2 separate regions of the Oryza sativa genome follow, and region 1 is linked to region 2. The links are chromatin contacts, called in public HiCAR-type maps. All regions are on one chromosome and are shown on one strand. Each heading gives the region's core, a stretch centred on a gene start, on an enhancer-like site or on the middle of the called end of the contact. The rest is flanking DNA. Distances are from core to core; before and after follow the strand shown.

Region 1 (3,616 bases), core at 956-3,455, 210 kb before region 2:
TTCGATTTGAATTCCCAAAAACCATTTAGAAATTTCACTTGGAATATACTTCCGCCACACGTTGAAAACTCCAAAATTTGCATCTATCGATCAGCTTTCATCGAAAACATTAACCTGGTTCATATGCTATTCTGGGTGGTAGATAAACTATTTTACACAAGTTTTTTAGTCTGATATCGTTTGTTCAGTTCACTTCCAAATTTGCATCGCGAATTTATTCCATCACAAAAATTTTCAAAGCAAATACTTCGCGAAAAGAATACGATGCGTGATGACGTAGTTCGTGAATCGTGATGGAGCTTTCGCGCGCGCCGCCGCCGCCGCGGCGGCGGCGTTCAGCTCAAACTCCGGCGACGACGCAGCCGCTCGGCAAGCTCGTCGACGTAGCGATCCTGCCGCTCGCCGTCGCCGAGTGCCTCCTGCATCTCCCTTGCGTTGCGCGCGAACACCTTCCCCTCCTCCTCCGCCATCACCCGCCGCACCGCCGCCGCGACGTCCTCGCCGCGGAACGAGCCGTCGCCGTCGTCGTCCCTCGCCACCTCCACGCCGAGCCCCCTGTCCGCCATGGCCCTCGCGATGAGCCCCTGGTCGGCGATGAACGGCAGCATCACCAGCGGGAGGCCGCCGAACCGGAGGCTCTCCACGGTGGAGCCCCAGCCGCAGTGCGTCAGGAACGCGCCGACGGCGGCGTGCGCCAGGACGCGCACCTGCGGCACCCACCCCGCCTCCACCACGCTGCGACCCGCGACGCGCGCCTTGTACCCCTCCGGCAGCCGCTCGCCGGCGTCGCGCAGCGCCCAGAGGAACCGCGCGCCCGCGAGCTCCAGCCCCAGCGCGAGCTCGCGGACGTTGTCCGCCGTCACCGGCGCCTCCGTCCCGAGCGCCACGTAGACGACCGACCTCGCCGGCTGCTCGTCGAGCCACCGCATCAGGTCCGGGCGGTGGCCGTCGTCGTCGTCGCCGGCGGCGTCGGGCGGCAGCAGGAGGCCGGCGGGCACGACGGGCTTGTGGTAGAGCTCGTCGAGGAGGCCGCAGAGCTGGGCGCCCTCGACGTCGGGGCAGCTGCGGTAGACGATGAGGTGGCACCGCTGATGCAGCTGCCACATCCGGTCGATGTCGGAGACGCCGGAGGCGTTGGGCCGGTAGGCGGCGGCGGCGACCCACGCGGCCTCGTGGCGGCGGAAGGCGATGGTGGAGGGGAACGTGATCCACGGCGGCGGCGACATGAAGTCCTCCGGCTCGGTGCGCGGGTGCGCGTCGTGCGCCGCCTTCGGGCCGAGGAACGCGAGCGCCGCCGCCGAGTAGATGGAGAAGAAGGCGCACGGCACCCGGTGCTCGTCGGCGATGGGCGGGAGCCAGCCGTGGGCGAAGTCGACGACGACCCAGTCGGGCCTCCTGCTGAAAGGATCTGGTCGTCCTTCCCGGTCTCCGGCGGCGCAGGCGTCGGCGAGGAATGCGGCGAAGGGCGCGGCGAGGCCGTCGAACGCCTTCTTGAGAAGCTCCACCTTCTCCGGCGGGACATCGGCCGTCGACTCCGCGCCCTCCGGCAGGCCATCGAGCACCGGAAGCGGGAGCGAGACGACGCGGACGTAGGCGGCGAGCTCCGGCGGGAGCGCGGCGAGGCGGGAGGCGTTCCGCGGCGTGGCGAGGAAGGTGACGGCGGCGTGGCCACGCGCCGCCAGGCGCTTGGCGAGCTGGAGGAACGGGATGAGGTGGCCGAACGCCAGCCACGGGAACATCACCAGGTGGAGAGGAGGTGGAGGTGCTGATGCATCGACGTCGACGTCGACGTCGACGTCGCCGGCGCCGGCGCCGGCGACGCCATTGATCGCCATCTTTGGCTATCCGTGTAGATGCTGATGTGATGCGTGCTATCGTTCTCGGTCAATGAATTTGTATATGTCTTCTTCCTCTTTCTTTTTTGAAAACAATGTGTCAGACGTTTGTACATCAACTGACACCGCTGTAATATTGTATTGTATTGGATCTAACTTCTCTGTCTCATATTAAATTCATTTTTACACCCCTTCAATTTATTCCAAAATAATTTTTTTTAAATTAATCATTGCATCGTACTACTCTGTCAAAAAAAAAATCACACCTCGGATGGAGGGGTAGTTTGTAAAAATAGAGAATAATGTTATTGAGAGTAGATAGAGTGACCAATAGTTACATTGCGATTTGATAAAGTAGGGATATTCTAATATTTTTGTTTTTATATTAATATGTGTGTGATGAGTGAAAAATAAACTTATTTTGGGACGGAGATAATACTCCGAGAGCCCCTAATTTTTTGAAGTTAAAATGTAACTACATTTGTTATAATTTATTACATCACTATCGTACTAAGTTATCTGAAAGTTTTGAGGAGATTTATGGTCCAAGTTGTATAGCTAGTCTACTAGTTTCCGTTTAAAGTTTTTCCGACTTGTTTAAATATTGCTACATGGGCCAATTTTGTCACTAACGCATTAGGCAAGCCGAAATTATTAGCCCGTTACACATTCGTGTGGGCCAAAGTTTAGCCCGCTAACGCCTACCCATGTGTCAAACAAAATTCCAAATTTTTGGCCATTCAAGGTCTTCGCTATTTTTAGATAATAGAATAGAATCCCGACCTTTACTGACAGACAGAGGTATAGCCAATTATTACAAAACATGATCCAAATACAATCACACCTTAAATAAACAAGTCATAAAGAACACATCCAAACTGACAGAGGCACCTACCACTACTAACACCAATAGAAACATAAAACACAAATTTATTGAATTCTATTTGTGAAACTCTAGCTAAAATTGACGAAAAGTTGTATAACTGTTGACTCCAATGTCTTTGCGATGTCTATAGTCAACCAGTTTAATCAAATTAGCACTTTGGGTGGGAAAATTTAGGCCTGTTTATCATTTCTCCTCGGCCAAATGGGCCGCCTGGCCTGGCACGTCCTATGCACGACCGGGCCTGGGCCGAAGCTAGTTCGGCCGGCATGGCCCGACCAACACACCGGGCCGGGCTATGCCTGCCCACGGGTTGCATCCCCGGCCTAGGCCCGACCCATTAAGACTCGGGCCATGCCGGGCGGGCTTGAAGGCACGATAGCCCATCGTGCTTCTCTATTAAATAAGTTTACTATTCCTCCTGCATGTCTTTGGGCTGAGTCTTATATGGCTGGAATAAGTCTATTTTATATACCTATTGTCTTTGGGCTGTACCTCAAATGGCTGAATTAAGTCTATGATGGATCCCTCAACTATTTTTATTTAGTCGTGTCGGGCCGTGCCGGCCCACTATGCTGCGGGAGCAGCCCAGGCATGGCCCGGCGTGCCGTACTTGGGCCGGGCCTAATTGCCGTGCTTTGGGCCAGGTTGTCGAGCCTTGGGCCATATTGCCATCTATACACCCAGGTAAACCGAACGAAATTGTTGAAATTTGGACCGCAGTATGAATTTCGAAAAAAATAGAGAGAAGAGAGAATGGAAAACAAAATTCACTGCGCGTTTGGTTATTTGAGGTACGTATGGTTTGAGTTGAACCCACCAGATGGAAACATTCCTTATAAATCCGGGTTCAAAGCATCCATCAAAATCGAGTGGATTATCTCGACCCACTTTGATG
Region 2 (3,538 bases), core at 407-2,906:
GCCCACCCCTGGATGGATGCCGGGGGGACTCGGCTTGCTGCTGGCCTCCCTCGTTCCTGCGTGATCCATGTTTTGTGTTTTTGCCGTTAAGTATCTCTCCATACCCATGTTCTATCATGTTTGCTCTCTTCTAATATGTCGATGCGTAAGGCTTTTGTGTGTTTACAAAATAATTAGTTGCATATATTATGTAGTTATGTAGATATTTTACTTATTTTTATTGTAATGCAAGGTTGTATTTTTTGCATTTTTTTAATATACTAGTAAAAGTGCCCGTGCGTTGCAACGGGAAGAAAAAACGAGAAAATTGAATTAAAACATATTAAATTCTAATTAATTGCAATACATTTTTTTGGAATATTTGGGTATTTTTTATGTGGGTATGTATATAATTAAATTAATTTATAAGTAAACTAAGTGTGAAAAATAAAATAATATTGTTGGATTTAATTTTTATTAAATTCTCCATATTAATTACACTCTTTGAAATTTTATTGGAATTAAAAGGGCTTAATTGCTAATTTTGATAATACAAACATCATTTAAGTATTTATTTAAATAAAAATCATTCTTTCTCCATGGGCCATTTTCAGCCCATTTTCTTTTTCAATCCACAACCGAGCCGGCCAACTTTTCTCAAGCCGCAAGGGACTAAAGTCTAACTAACATCCCCATACTCCTCTCAGTTCCACGTTTGTGATGGACTGCTGGCCCACATGTGGCCAAGTGTCATGGTCCGGTGATGGAGGCTAGCCCGACACTCGATCGATCTGAGCCGTTTGTTTCAATGGACGGCTCATATCGGTTCCAAATTAATCAAAACCCTGATACAACCCTAACCCTAAATCATTCTCCCCCCACCCCCACCCTATCGCCGGCCGCCTCCTCCTACCTGACGCCACCTCCCCCTCCCCCCGCCCGACGCGGCCTCTTCCCCTCCCCTCACCCCTCCGGCGGTGTTGCTTCCCCTCCACTCTCCCTCCGGTGCCCCTCCGGCGGCGCCGCTTCCCCTTTCCTCTCCCCCCGTCTCACCTACATGGTGCGGTGACGACTGTCCCTCGCCCTCTCCCTCACCCCGTCGGCCTCGACGGCCGTCCCTCCCTGTCGGCCTCTTTGTTTCTATCGGCGACGGCACCCTCTCCACCCTCAAGATCCAGCGGCGTTGACGGCAACGACGCCGGCGGCTTCCTGCGGCGGATCCAACGGCGACGTAGACATCGCCGATCCGGCTTCACCGACGGCGCCGGCAGCTTCCCGTGGATGGATTCGATTTTATTTTTTACCGCGTCACATGTAATCAGATTCGATTTTATTTCTCCCGATTTTTTTCACCTTTTTTTCACGGACGGATGACGGAAACCTTTCTAATTTTCTAAGTAGGAGAGATAGAGATAGAGATAAATTTTATTATCAACCCTGTCTAAAGGAACACGACGATGCAAAACAAGAGTATGAAAAGGTATAGCAAATGTTGTACTGGACTCCGATTTTATCCCCATAAATTTTTCCATATACGTTACGTTTTTTGTATCAATTTTATCCCTTTGTCCTCGGAATCAAAATCCTTATAGTTTACGCGCAGAATGTTCTAGACTCTTCCACTGAGGAATCTGAAAATTCTGAAAATCCCAGATACCCAGTATCCCACATTCCCCATCGCTCTCGAAGCACGTCAGCGATGGCGCCGCCGACGAGACAGCCGCGATCTGGTGGACGGAGGAAGCGACGGATGGCGGCCGCCGGCGATGGCGGTGGCGGCGTCGCGGCCCTGATGCCGGAGGACATGGTGCGCGAGGTGTTGCTGCGCCTCCCGGCCAAGGCGGCCGCCCGCTTCCGCGCCGTGTGCCGGCCGTGGCGCGCCACGCTCTCGGACCCGCGCTTCGTCGCCGCGCACGCCGCGCGCCGGGGCGCCCTGCTCGTCGCCACCGGCGCCCCGTGCCGTACCAGCCGCGGGTCGGGCGGCCACGTCGACCTCGTGGGCCTCGCCGGCGACGTCGTGCGGCGGACGCGCGCGGAGGAGGGCGTCCTGGAGCTGTCCACGTGCGGCGATCTGGCCTGCGTCGTCGGGACGGACAGGAGGGCGCGCGTCCTCCACCCGGTCACCGGCGCCGGCGCCGACGACCCGCTGCCGCACGACCTCGCCGAGGAGAACAAGCCATGGGCGGGGTGGCGGCTCGAGGAGAGGTTCCACGCGTTCACCCACGCGTTCGGCCGCGCCTCCTCGACTGGCGAGTACAAGGTGCTCCGCGTGGCGAGCCTCTCCCCCGACCTGCGCGTCGAGCAGCTCGTCGAGGTCCTCGCCCTCGACCGCGCCGGCCGCGCCCACGCCGGTGCGAGGTGGAGAGGCATGCCGAGGCCGCCGTTCCACCTCGCCGGCGCCAGCAACGCCGGCATGGCCGTCGTCGCCGGCGTCGTGCACTTCTTGGCAGTTGACATACCCCTCCCCTTCCTCCCCTTCGAGCACGACGACGACGACATCCACCACGGCGCCATTGCTCGCTTCGACCTCGACACCGAGCAATGGAGGCCGCTTCTCCGTGGACCACTCAACATCCATCAGATCCAACAAGACAACGATCTGTCGCCGCCATTGCTGACCTTGACCGAGCTGAAAGGCTTCTTGGTTACAGTTCATCGCGATCGATCTCATCAATCATCATCAATGGATCTTTGGTTTCTGATCGACTCTGAAGAAGAAACCTGGGTCAAAGAATACAAAATTCAGATCCACCTTCGCCCTCGAGAATTCTACGCGCATCCATTGTTGGTGTTGGATGAGAGGATGATCGTGTTCTGCGTGCGACCCAAGGGGAGGGTGATGGTGTATGATCTGGAGATAGGGAAATGCAAGGATTTGGGTGATGGTGATTGTGTTGAGGTTGGTGTGTACAAGGGATGTTTGTTGAGTTCAGGTAGTGTTGTTGTTGACAATGACAAGTAGCACCATCTCATCAGAAGATAAATAATATCACTTTTAATCTTGTAATCCTTGCTTTTGCTATCATTTTTTTTACTTATATTTGCTTCCAATTTGTTTTGTGAACTTATCTGTTGGAGTACAAGTGAGAACTGTAAGTCTTTCCTCACCAATTTTCTTGTGAACGCTGTTTCCTCACCAATTTAAGCTTATTGGGTTAAATTGTTTAGTACATGTAACATAATATGGTATCAGAACCAAAGGTTTTGAATTCGAATCTGGCTGGCTACTTGGCTTACAATCTATCTATAAGCCACATGGTGGTGTTTAAATCTTCTAAAGATGAAGATGAAGGTTAAGTGTTTCACGTAAAACGAGGTGGTAATAATGTGTGTTAATTAAGTTTTAATTATTACAAACTTGAAAAATAGATTAATCTGATTATTTAGAACAACTTTCATATAGAAAGTTTCGTACGAAATGTACCGTTTAGCAATTTGAAAAGCATTCTACGAAAATCTAAAACTTAATCCATTCTTTTGAGAGGAAACGAACGGGAGTGTAAATCTCTAATAAATTATGAAAATTCCTATAAATTCATCGCACACATGCTCCTCTCTT

What was found. HiCAR-type assays count read pairs that join an accessible place to other places.
Region 1: a contact with region 2 is called in a HiCAR-type map of leaf, with 2.4 times the contacts expected there. The contact joins the promoter of LOC4342668 here to the promoter of LOC107277583 in region 2. A contact is called at or near these places in 1 of 15 Hi-C or Micro-C datasets (leaf) and 1 of 4 datasets of contacts at active chromatin or transcription factors (leaf).

Annotation. Positions count from the first base shown.
Region 1 is chr7:5,571,933-5,575,548 of ASM3414082v1, reverse strand. LOC4342668 (UDP-glycosyltransferase 91C1) reads right to left here and starts at 2,205. Exons shown (of 1, transcript XM_015790723.3): 1 at 106-2,205. The coding sequence starts at 1,835. The coding sequence ends at 336.
Region 2 is chr7:5,364,210-5,367,747 of ASM3414082v1, reverse strand. It overlaps LOC107277583 (F-box protein At3g07870), which reads left to right and starts at 1,656. Exons shown (of 1, transcript XM_015789963.3): 1 at 1,656-3,047. The coding sequence starts at 1,679. The coding sequence ends at 2,941.